Linked DNA regions of Mus musculus: region 2 is linked to region 1. A link is a contact called in public HiChIP or PLAC-seq data. All regions are on one chromosome and are shown on one strand. The core of a region is the stretch at or near the end of the contact, and the rest is flanking DNA. Distances in the headings are between cores, read along the strand shown. Region 1 overlaps Fhit (fragile histidine triad gene). Region 2 overlaps Fhit (fragile histidine triad gene).

Region 1 (6,737 bases), core at 2,338-4,837:
AGTGTATTTTAAGATCTCACATTTATTCCTTTAATTGCAGACTTTAATGAACTACAAACTAATGTAAATTCTATAGGAAATAGAATTGTAATCCACTGTAGTTCTCTCTCTCTCTCTCTCTCTCTCTCTCTCTCTCTCTCACACACACACACACACACACACACACACACACACACACATACATTTCCTGAAAGCAGACAGATAGAGATCTCATTTGGGAGACTTTTACTCTTTTGCTTCTGGCTCCAAAGATGGCCTTGTTCACCAAAGATATGGGGAAAATGCAGAAAAATCAATGTAAAAAAAATACAATTACTTATGGTTAAATTTACATATTTGCTGATGACATTTAGAAAATTACCATGAAAACAAGCTTTCATAAGAAACCCCTCAAAGCTTGATCTAAGACAAAAGCCCTCTCCATTATACCTAACTGCAGATTCTGAAAATAGACTGATCTAAATATGCTTATACCATTTATTCATGCTTAACAATTGAAAATTACTGCCAGCCTAGGTGGGAGAATATTTAAGTTGCTTTTGCTTTTAGGACTTTGATCCCGTTTCTTCCCACAGTAGGGTTTACTCAACACATTCCATTCTTCCATTTTGAAATGACATCCTCCCTATTCTACTTACTTAACTGTTCTTTACAGAAGTAACTCTGTGACCCTTTTCTCCCAAGGTTCTTCGAAATCCTTTTGTACATAGGCAGTTATTTGAGCAAAATTCACCTTCTTCAGTACTGGTGTGATAGCTCAATGTGTAAAGCACTTGCTATGCATTTGGAGACCTTTATGAATCTCTAGATGCCATGAAAAGCTGAACATGTTAATTGCCTATCACCCAGTGTTGTTTTGGTGTAATGGGAGTCATGAGAATCTCCAGAAGTTTGTAGGCTATATTGTTCTCAGCAGCAAGCAACATACAGACCTAGTCTCACACAAGGTAGGAGGCAGTAAAGGCTGACACCTGATGCTGTTCCCTGACGTCTACATGACCAGACATAAACATGCTTCATGAACACACATGCTTCATATATACATACAAATACACAAATTAATCTTCCCCAGTAGATTGTCTGTGTCTCTACTGCTCATTTGAGGGTATTTGATACATTGAGTATGCAACAAAACAGGACAAAATAATACCCAAATAAATAAATCATAAATTTGTGTGTGTGTGAGAGAGAGAGAGTGCATGAGCACGTGTGCATGCACATGCATGTGTACCAGTGGCTAGCTGGCTAGCTGAAGGTGATGAGGCCAGAATGTTATTATGATATTTGAATATAGTTTTATTTCTCATTTTAAAAATATCACAATTTCATATTTTGGTTTATTTGATCATTCTATATACGAATCAACAAAGGATTCTTTCATAGCTTAAGGGATTAAAAGTACCAAAGGATAGATAAGTAGGATAGTAATTCATGAATCTTCTTAAATTTTTAATCCTACTTTTAAAAGGTAAAGTCAGATATGTTCTCAAGCTGTTTCTGCATTTTTAACGAAGATAACTTTGGAATATTCAGCCTGGAAGGTGGCTGCAGGATCTCTTATTAGGGATCGGAGGCCAGCTGGTAAGTTCTTAGTCTCTGTCTTTTCCAGATTTCTAGTAGCCAGAGCCTTACAATTTTTACTCAAAAAGCACATATGCATTGCCTCTAAACCTCCCAAATGTGTGAAATAATTACCCAGGAGACAAAAGAGGAGGACCCCTATGGTCAAATACCCACTTTGGGTCTGCATGAGGTATAATTCTGTGAGGGTCAGATTGTGACTTGTCCCCCTTTCAAAATATTTTAAGTTGCATTATTAAAATGCACCATAAGGTGCCTTTGTGTAGAAAATTTTAAAAAAATAGAACTTGAGATGGCCCAGACATCTCTAGCACCCCAAATTTTGCATTTTCCTTGAAATGTCCCTGTGCTTTGAAGATTATAAGTAGGCCATGGAGAGAAAAGCCTGATGTGAATTTCTTCTAATAGCCCCACACTCTTCTTTCAAATGACTACAAAAGCAATTCAGCAAATTTTTTGTACCAGATTGATGAAACAAAAAAAGTGCATATTAAGCTTTCCTGATTAATTAAAGGCACCAAAGAAAGAGTCATCTCGGCTCGAGTTTATGAAAACAAATAATGCTTGGAGATGAGCTGGCAGAGAAAAGCTGGACTCTGCTGTGTGTTAGTTCAGTCTATGTTCACACTAAGTATTGTTGCACAGTGAAAAATGTAAAAAATAGCTAATTACCAGGGGTCTCAAAAGGCAGGGGAGTCAGAAGATACACACTGTGGTTTCAAGACTACAAAATAAGCAATTAAATCTAATACGTCATCTCTGGCCCTGATTCTTCACCTTCTTCAAAGCCAGTGTAATTTATATTTATACCATGTGAATGATGATTGAGGCCACCACATAAAGTAGCTGGCATGATGAAAGTCTTCCAGGTTTCAGGGGGGAAAGTAGAAACATCTACTGGAGTACTTCTTCATGCCCATTGTCCCCTGGTCTCTGGGGAGACCTAGCCACTGCTTTCTGGGTGATACAACCCAGGAATTTATTCTTTAAAATCTCTATTGTAGATGGGAGAGAAAGGTCAAGAGTTGTAGAGAAGGTGCTGCTGCCAAAACTGTAATCTTTCCTTGTTTGAAAACTTCCTTTCATATAGAAGGTATTCTAGAATGTGACCAGGACAACTGATTGCTGCTAATTTTGTTCCATGTGTGTTGCCTACAGTAATGCTAGTAAAAATATGCATGACTGGCCTTATTCTTGTGGGAAGGCTGATTCTGAGGTTTCCCAAGATATTATCAGTGACTATAAATCAAATACTCAATTTGCCATATTTTTATTAGCATTACCCTAGGCAAAACACAGGGAACAAAGAGAAATATACATTTCAATTTCTTCCCTCTTCTTTCCCTTTATCCTTGTCTAGCTCTTCTTCACCTCCATCCTTGCTCTCTCCTCTCTTCTCCTCTCCATCCCTCTTGATTTGTCTCCCTGGTTCATGGTTGGTGTGACAATAAGGGGGCAAGACTACATACATTTATCATAGATATCAAGTGCACTTTATTTTAGTTCTAACCATGGAGAACTGCGAATTGAAATATTTTAAGTCTAGAATCTAGACACACTTGGAGAGTAATCTGGGGGTCAATCAACAATGCCTTTTTTTTTCTACTGAGACACAGACTTTAATAAGATTTTCACATGTAATCAAGCATAGTTTCCATTGCATCTGAGCAGCAACCAGGAATGGCAGCTTGTCGTTTTGTGACAACCGACACTGTGGCTTTTCAATTCTGGTTTGCAGAAACCTTATCGTCCATTAAATCTAGGCATGCTCTGAAAAAGGCTTTAGGTCACTCCAAGCTTGGCAACTAACATTTGGCATGGACACTGGTAAAACCACAATAGAGAAGTAACAGATACAACCTCATAGGCCATAAACATACACAGCAAAGGAAGCAGGAGTGAGTCAGGAGTGACCACAGTTAACAGAGGGGCTTAGCAGAGCCACTGGGAAGCTTTGACTCACAGCCCCGACAGTTCTTAGAGTGGGAACGATATCTACATACAGAACAGCTCAGGCACTTACACACTGAGAACAGAAACTGCCTGATCAGCTCAGTCGTAGTAACGCCTCACAGCCTTCGGAGTTATCAACAATATCTTAGTATAAAAAAAAAAATCAAGCAACAACGCCTTTTAAGGGTATACACCACATTTCTTCTCTTAAATTGACTTCTTCCAATTTCAAAGATATTTTATTTTCTGGGTACTTAAGTCCTAACTTAGAGACCTCATAGCTTAGTGATCCTTATTCCTTGAGATGGGAAATGCCATTGACAGACATATCCATAACAGATGGTGTACTGTTTAGCTAACTACAAACTATGGGAATTCAAATAAGCATAACAAATGCTATATCTGCTCATAATGGGTAGTTTTCACAATAGTTATACGTAAGTCTTTTCTCAAGTTGTATGGTTTATTTTTTTATGTGAGTGCAAAAGTTTATTTAAAGCAACATATAAGACACAGATTTTACAGATAACCCTCTGTGACTACAGCTTTGAAAAGCAGCCCATTTATATGACCAATGTAGATAACATGGAATTCTGTCCAGTTTGGAAGGCAGAGCACTCTGTGTTTGAAATGGAGATCATCTGGTCTCTGCTGGGCACATTTGAAGTCACTGATGCCAGTTCAGTCCCCATGTGGGTGAATTAATGTAGTCCTTTTCATGTCTTCAAGCTTGATCCACCACTCAGCTGTCAGAGTGCGAACAGGTAAGTCTGCAGTGCCTCTGGGCACATTCACCGCAGGGAAGATGTCCCCAAAGAATGTTATAAGTGGCATTCAACCTACTTGTCCATGAGAGAAACTACTATCACACATCTGATTATTCTGTTAATGACTCTAGTATGTCGGGTCAGAGACTTTAATGTTGATGACTCCGGTCTAACTCTTAAAATTAAGGGACTTCTTTGAAGCTGAAACTGTGAACTAGTTTATAATGTAGCACCTACAATAATCAGCTTCTACCTAGTCCAGTTATGTTAGGCACTAAATAAGAAGACCATATTCTCAGTTCCATCCCTTCCTGTACTCCCAACACCTAGAAAAATACGTATAATAGGAGCTAGGTGAGCACTTGATTAACAAGTGAATGTGTGCTTTGGTAAATGGCAGTCGATGGTGTCAGACGTGGCTCTGAGCTTTGGCTACATCCTATGGGACTCATGTTCATGAACTTGCTCAGGCTATTATATAACAGGAGCCTTCTCTGCATACTAGGGCTTTCGCTCACTGGTGCAAAAAGCAGACCTAAAGTGCTGTACTATAGAAGCTGCCTTTAGCCAATGGCACATGGAATGTGGAGATGAAGTTCCCACTGTTTCTTCCTGTAAGTGAGGAAAATCTGAAATGTGTATTCTATGCAGTCTCCCAGAGGCCCTCACTGGGGTCTTCAGTTACTCTAAAAAGTAACCTAAACACAGACATCTCACAGTAGCTTTCTTCTTCTCTCCTGTATTATTTCTCTTCCCCTCCTAACGATACTTCCTGGAACCATTTCTCAGGCAATTCATTTGAACTCATATTCACATTGTAGGGTCTGCTATGGGAGAATCCACTCTAAAAGGCACTCATAGTAAAGTAAGAAGGAACCAGAAGAGTCTCTGGTATTTCTGCAGTTACAACTGAAAAATCAATGTCTTGTAGTCCTTACAGCTACTGATGCATGCGGTCTTGTTGTATGGGCTGAGTATGTGGTTAAAGAGTAGGATGCTTGCTTAACATTCTCAAGGCTCTGAGTTCAATTCCCAGTACCATAAAGACACATACCCATCCTACTTATAATGGTTAATTAAGAAGAACATGCTACTTTTTAAGAGATAAAGAACTATTCATACTAAATGTCAAATAGTCTAAAATTTTCATATGGTACAGATTCAATTGAACATAATACATAAACTGAATCTTTGACCTTCTATCTCAGTATGTGGTGGCTCTGTTGACATCAATCTACCCAGCATCCTTTCCTTGCTAGGCAATCATTGTTATGATAGTAAGTCAATCTTCTTTGGCTCCTAGGGTGATACAGCCAAGTCTTTTGGAGGGTAGAGGGCTCTTCTGACTCAAATGGATCTTCTGTGGTTCTCTCTCAATCATCAGTGATCACGAGGTTGGGACACTCTGAGACTATCTCCCCAAGTTAGATTTTTTATCTTTAGTGTGGGAGAACTAAGCCCCAGACAGCCTGTCCCTGTACTGTTGATCTTTTCTGAGGTGTGTTTATAAGAAACAATAAATGTAGTCTTCTTTCTGTGAATAAATAATACGTTAAAAACTTCATATTTTATTCTTCTTCCTTATAGACTATAACTTACTAATATGAAACTCTGGATTTGGTAATAATATTAGCGATATCCAGAAGCCATTGAAGTATGAAAAAATCAGTCATAAGATACTGGGGCCATGGCTATTGTCCTAGTGTGACCCTGTGCCTTCCTGTTTGTAGTGTTACCAAGTAGCCAGGAGACCTTTTGGAATCCTTTTTATATGATTTTTAATTTAAAAAATGTATTATTGGTATATATGTGATATGTATATAGGGATACACACACATATGTGCCATGGCATACATGTGAAAGCCAGAGAACAGTATTATAGAGTTGGTTCTCTTCTTTTACCTTTACAAGGGTTAGAGGGATGGCATTATTCAAGAGTCTGACTTTCAAAGCCTTTGCCCACTGAACCATGTCACTAGCCTGGATATGTGATCAGGCATAGGGACTTTCCCATAGGGACTCAGCCATAGGGACTTACCGTAGCATCTTCCAATGCTTTAAGAACTTGTCTACTCTGGAGGTAAAACACAGCATCCCAGAAGCAGACAGTAAGAGCAAGTATTCACTCTGAAGCAATTCCAATGGTATTGTATTGAGGTATTGGCATGCTCTTCATTTTGGCTAAGTTGGTTGCGCCTACCAAAGTACCAAAGGTCTTGATCCCATCCCCCCATATATGGTCAGGGAACAGCAAAAAACAATGTTTCTATATTTTCACTCAATATGTCAATCTCAAATATATACTACAGGCCCTTTTCTTGGTTCTACAAAGCTACAAATTACACTTCGAAATTTTCATTTTTTTTTTTAACTTTCCTTTATTTAGCCCTTGATGTTGAGGGAACTTATTTAGTCTTTGCTTAAACATTCTAATAG
Region 2 (6,103 bases), core at 3,566-6,065, 600 kb before region 1:
GATTATTGCTGTAGAAATAAAGTTTGCCCTTGATGGCTTTAATCAGGACAAAACTAAGAGGCTAGCATTTTATTGTTATGATCTCATTTAATTGATACCTTATCAGGATCTGAAAGAACTCAATGGGTAGAGGGTTTGTGATGGCTTTGGGGCAAACCCTGGATGTAGACCTTCTTGTTTTAAAGTGGGTTTTCCATTTGTTATAGAGGAGGGTTAAGGGGATATTTGGATTGGAAAGTTTTAGACATCCCCTCACTAGGTTGTATGATCTGTGGTACACTGTTAAGTAAATAAAATTATCAGTCATGCAATTACCTTGTATATAATATAACTAGAAATTGCTGAGTGTGATAGACCACTTAAAGTAGAAGAGAATAGAAGTGACACATAGCTGTACTTGGCACTGTAATTAACCCTACACTATGTTAGCAAAAACCTGTGAGTGGTATTGCTTTGTTACACACACAAACATTCACAAAGTCCACCTGAATCAGAAATTGGTAGAATAAATTTTTCCTGTGTGCAGAGATAGTAATTGTATTGTATTAATTTGTATATAAAGTTAATTTTTTCAGTATTAGTACTCAAAATATGATAAAATGTATGCACTTATGCTTTGGTGTTTGTTTTTAACTTTTTTCAAAGATATAAAGAAAGGTAAAACCTAATTGTCTCTCAACCTCTGAGGGACTCATGCATTGAGTCTAGCATGTGGTTTCAGCTACTAGATGAGTGTAGTTGACTTAACATTGACACTGATAGAGTTTGACCCCCATTTTGGTTGGTGACTCAATATGTCAACCTGGTTATCATAAAGTTCATGAGAAGGACCATAGCAGTTGAGAAGAAGGATGCTGCACATCACATATGACCAACCAGAGAATAATATGAAGCAGTGTTCAAGAGTTTACTTTCCCTGTGCAATATTCTGTAATTTTCTTTCTGCTATCAGTCAATAGGCAAACATACTTGGGTTGTCTTTTTTGTTAAGTTAAATCATAGCCTCCATGAGATAGAGGAGTTATATCTCGCTTAACCTTTCAGTTTAGAAATTGCCCCTTTTCCCTAAGCATCTGTGATTTCCAGAGATAATTATCTACAAACAAGATGTTGATTTTTTTTAAAAAAGGGCTGCAATACCAATATTGTTGTGTTTTTTTCTCTGTGTTTAGTTTAGCATACATAAAATTGAAGACTATACTTTTGCACTTATACTGCTGTGCTTTATAGTCAAGGTGGCATGCAAGTCATCTGTTCATTGACATCTACATTCATTAGCTGAGAACTGGATGTCTCTAGGCAGACTCTCCTGCCTGTGCTTCTTGTAGAAGATGAAAGCATGCAGAAAAAAGAACAGAATTGACTCTACAATTATGAGGGAAATCACCAATCAATTTTAGATTTCCCCTTATGCACAGGTACATAGATGCCTTTAAATGCTCTTTCTTTTTTTTGCTTCTTTTGTCTTTGAGTATCATAAAAGTTGATGCTGCTCCAAGTTTCACATGAGTACAGTCAAACAGGCCTCCTCTGCTGAACAGCCATTATTTAGACTTTTTCCAAGACCTCTCACATGATAGTGCTCTTTCCTTCTCTTGTTATCATCCAGGTTCGTTCTGCTACCAACTAGTTGACATCTCCACACACTCGTAAGTCACAAGACTCATAGAGGGATCAAAGGCCAGCAGTATTCCTTAAGCGTGTCTGCCATCTTTTAACTTAGCTACTTTCTCCTTCTCCTCCTCCTCTTTTTCTTCCTTTTCCTCCTTCTCCCTGTCTTCTTCTCCCTCTCCCTCCCCTTCTTTCCTACCCCCTCTTCCTTGTTCTTCTTCCCTTTCTTTTTCCTTGTTTTCTATGTAACATCCTTTGCTGTCCAGGAACATGCTTTGTAGACCAGTCTGGCCTTGAACTCACAATTGAACCATTAAATTAGTTTTCAGACACGCTGGAGTACAGATTTTCCCACCCCCACCGATAGAGAGCCATTAGAAAAGTCCAGCACACGGCATCTGATGGCTTGCTAGAGGTTAATCTAGAGTTTTGCCATTCACAGAGTTTTGTCAGGACATAAAATTGGGAGATTGTTTTATTATTCACAGTGAACCTTAGCACCCCCCAGCTCTAATGAAATAACATCTTCAATTTTCTCATTAAAAAAAAAAAAAAGACTTTTTTTTCCCAATCTTTTAACAAAAGGAGCAGTGTTTCTTTTTATCATGTTTGGTTTCCTGGTTGCCTAGGAGACATTAGTGTTCATGGTAGATTGCTCTGGCTAGGACATTTTGAAGAAGTCATTCCCTCTATATTGAATTTGGAAGTAATGACAATTTGTATAACAGATTTAGCGTATTAGAGAATGTCCAATATTGACAGAAGTTATATGGAAATGAGCCATCTCCCCTACACGACTGTTGACTACAACACATTACAAAACATGTCCTGAGAACTATTTAGCCACTGGTTTCAATAGCCTTGCAAGTTTAATATCTTCTGAACATGGTAATCTTTAAATCTAGGAATTGTTCTAAGTGGCAATCAGAAGGGTGTATGAGGGCAGGTGTGCAAAGTGCTGCTTCCATCCGGCCTCCCAGAGCTTTAAGGATATGTCTAATGTAAACCTTTAAAGGCTGGAAGCAGGAAGTAAGCACCAGCTGCTGTTCCTGTTATTCGGATGCTGGGTTTTAACTGACACATGGCACAAGAGAGGTAGCATCATCTACGCAGTACCGGGCCAAATTTTATTTTCTCTTTACTGACTAGATGCCATTCTATGATAATAACAGTACTACGTTTCTTACCAGTATTAAATTTTGTATTAATTAACAACTATCTCTTGGCCATTAAAAAACATCCATGGCTATTTTTTGCTGGGATAAAAAGGTAGCGGTTAACCAAATACTTATTAGGTCCTTAAGAAGTTCTATGGGAGGAAATTATTGGTGCCCTGTATCACAGAGGCAAACAGGCAAAGGAACATGCCACATTCATATGATCAATTGAAAAAGAAAACAGATATTGTACCCAAGTCTGTCTAACCCTTATGGAAGTTCTGTTGGAGTTAGGGTGTGACAGAGCCTAAGAATCTGGTTGTCTTGAAAGCTTTCAAGTTGATTTAAATCAGCTTGGCTTTATAGCTAGCACTCTAGGGGAGTTCTTTCTACACGTTAAAGTGTATCTCTGCTGTGCTGCACAATATGCATTGTTTGTATCTCTCAGGTGAAGCACATGTTCCTAGTCAGCAGGCTAGAGCTGGAATGGCTAACCTGCTTGCAGAAACATAGCATCTTTGCATTGGCCTTGGAGAAATTTTTTGCTGTATGGACTAGGGAGGTATTAACTATGAAGTGGGACCCAGCGGCTTCTTGGTAGTCAGTGGTATAGAATTTCTCATCTTTATGGGTTTGGTCGTGTGGTTACTGGAAGTCCTGAGGTTCCAAGTATGGGTCATGGATTTTGGAGGATCTAAATAAAAATTAAAAAGTCAGTTCATAGTAGTCTGTGCTTGAAGAGGCAATGTGGAATTAATAGACATAGGCTTATATTCTGAATCCTCTGTTGAATTTCTTAGGATGAGTATTGCTCATGCCTTCAATACTAAGGGATGCCCCCAAAGTGAGTTATCTATAATTTAACTTCTTAAATTAGGGTCTCAAGTTTATAGAATCCTTAAATCTTACACTTTATAAAGATCCATGAGACCACTGAAGTTCAGTGCTCATTTGAGTAGGCCACTTGCATTCTGGACATGCTCAGTGTCTCTAAAGTGCGACTGCTGGATCTAAGTGATCTCACAAGCCCCTTTCCACCCAGAAATTCTAGAGTTAGCTATTCTTTCTTGGAACAAGATTTGAAGCATTTGGCAGTTTAGTGAGACATTAGCATAACATTTAAAAGCAAACCAGGGATAAACCTGGCCGACCATGGAATGATCTGTCACTGTTCGATCTGGCCATTGAACCTTATTCTATGAACCCTATAGCTCAACTATTCCTATCAGCAACAAAACCAAGCAGCTGTGCTGAGTCACAGACTTATTCATATAAGGCACAGAAATCTCTGTGCTAGTTCCTTTCTATTTGGTTAACTTTGAAGAGGAAGTTCTTAAACTCATGTCCTCTTCCTAGCTTCCAAGAGTGACGAGGAGCTAGGGTGTTAGCAGATGGACAGAGGACACATGTAGGTCATAGGAGGGAGGTAGAGAGATGATACTTTTCATGAATGGAAATTTGGGAGATGTAGGAAATTCCAGAACCTTACAGTTTTGGTTAAAAGCAAAAGCAGTTACTGCCACAGAATATCAAGAAGAAGAAAGAAAGCTTACATATATAAGAGCGTGGTTTTGGTTATCATACCTACTTCCTCTTTTCTTTATAACAGGAGGGAACACCAAGTTCTTTACTGACTGACATCTATTAATAAATATAATTCAGGAGCATGACCCTTTGAGTGAGTCCCATAACTAAGTCCTTGATTTTCTGAATTCCAGAAATCATTATCTCCATGTTGGCTAAGAAATAGGTTTTTCTGGATATGATTTTCATTTGGAATTTTAACAGAGTACATCTAACGTTCATGTTTGGTAGAAATGATTCAGCAGTTTTACTTTGGGCTAAAATAAAATTGCTTTTGCCATGTTCATATGAGAGTAAAATATTTAATATTTATCTCCTTCTTGCAGACAATTTCAGATCCTGGATGCCTGCATCTTCCCATCACACTGCTGATTCTTACTGTGGAACCAGAGTAGACCACATACATACTTGTTTTCTCTTTACAGTCTCTGGAATAGTTCTCTTTTTCAGTGAAATTAAAATTTGGGGAAATAAGTCTATTAGCTATGCAATTTGTACAATTACCAGAGAGACAGTATTAGACCACTGTAGAGGAAGAAAGGAAGTTGAAAATTATTACTATTTTGGCTGCCTATGCCATGTACTAGACAATGATGAATGCTTAATGTATGTCAGCGTCTCTCGGTTTTAGATGTGATCCGAAGGTGAGAAGTTCATGCCATTGCAGAGGGTCAGAGAGGGGATGGCACAGCTAAATCAGGTAGAGAATTCTTAACTCTGGCTCCATTTCTTCCTCCAGAAAGAGAGTGCTTAGAGTTATGTCTATCATCAAAGGAGAAGAAGAATTAGTGAAGAGATCAGAGGGCATCCGTGTTATAAATTGTTTGCAGACTAGACGAATGTAAAAATATGTAATAGAACTATATGAGTTTATTGGCAAGAGTGGAATGTTAGAAGGAAGGAAATTCACGGCAGGGTAGCCAGGATACAGGGGAAACACTGGATATAAGTAAGCCTTAAGAGCTGAGTGAATGAATGAATGAATAACCAGTGCATCTCAGTTTTCTCATCTCAAAGAACATCAGGATGAAACAGATATGAGGAAACTCAGATGGACCATTGAGAAAAACAGAATGAATAGAACTATCAGAATCTTTGAAAAGCTGAAGTGTTACCATGTGCCAAAGAGTATCTGAAGATAAACCAAACATCTAAAGAATGTGATGGAAACCAACGACCTCACACACACTTTATGAGATATAAAACTATCAGAAATGGTAGTTCAGTCACGCCTACCCACTGAAAGGATCTTCAGCATATGTCCTTACTTAGAAGACTCTGTAGATATGATTGCTTCATGATGCAAGTTAGGCTGGACCCTAAATATACCACCTTCTCTCATTAATGCTGTTAATAGTGTGTGTGCAGATACATGGACATGTGTGTGCACTTGTGTGTAGAAGCAAGGGGTCTTTCTGAGGTATTGTCCTCAGGAGTTATCCATCTTGTGTTCTGAGAAAGAGTCTCACTGAAAGCTTTAGGCAACAAGAAGTTTGCCAACTGAGATATCTCCTTTGTATTGCTCTCAGTTTGTATTAGTATAAGATGTGAAGACATACATAAAAGGCCTCATCAAGATGGAGTATCTGGGGAGACTGAGTCTGGAGTGATGAAATTTCCATGCCAGGGAGCATGGGGGGTTGTTGTAAGCCAACAGACACTAGGAAGAGACAGAAATCCTGTTTTAGAGACTTGAGAAGAGGATAGCCTTTGGCTTTGGGATAATTTATATGGTAATGGAAGGATATTAA

Evidence for each region. HiChIP or PLAC-seq counts read pairs in DNA pulled down with a chosen protein or histone mark.
Region 2: an H3K4me3 HiChIP or PLAC-seq map of bone marrow-derived macrophages shows a contact between it and region 1, with 4 times the contacts expected there. The contact joins two enhancer-like sites. A contact is called at or near these places in 1 of 484 Hi-C or Micro-C datasets (the Ba/F3 cell line) and 1 of 115 datasets of contacts at active chromatin or transcription factors (bone marrow-derived macrophages).

What each region holds. Positions count from the first base shown.
Region 1 is chr14:9,825,666-9,832,402 of GRCm38.p6, reverse strand. All of the region lies in intron 4 of Fhit (fragile histidine triad gene), which reads left to right. Among named protein-coding and RNA genes, the nearest start is that of Gm41096, 300 kb to the right of the region's middle. Within about 2 kb of position 3,587, at least 7 of the 459 cell types and tissues checked have an H3K27ac peak or open chromatin away from gene starts, as enhancers often do. A contact at or near this core is called in bone marrow-derived macrophages, where this site is marked.
Region 2 is chr14:10,428,838-10,434,940 of GRCm38.p6, reverse strand. The region is part of intron 1 of Fhit (fragile histidine triad gene); the gene reads left to right. Among named protein-coding and RNA genes, the nearest start is that of Fhit, 22 kb to the left of the region's middle. Within about 2 kb of position 4,815, at least 78 of the 459 cell types and tissues checked have an H3K27ac peak or open chromatin away from gene starts, as enhancers often do. A contact at or near this core is called in bone marrow-derived macrophages, where this site is marked.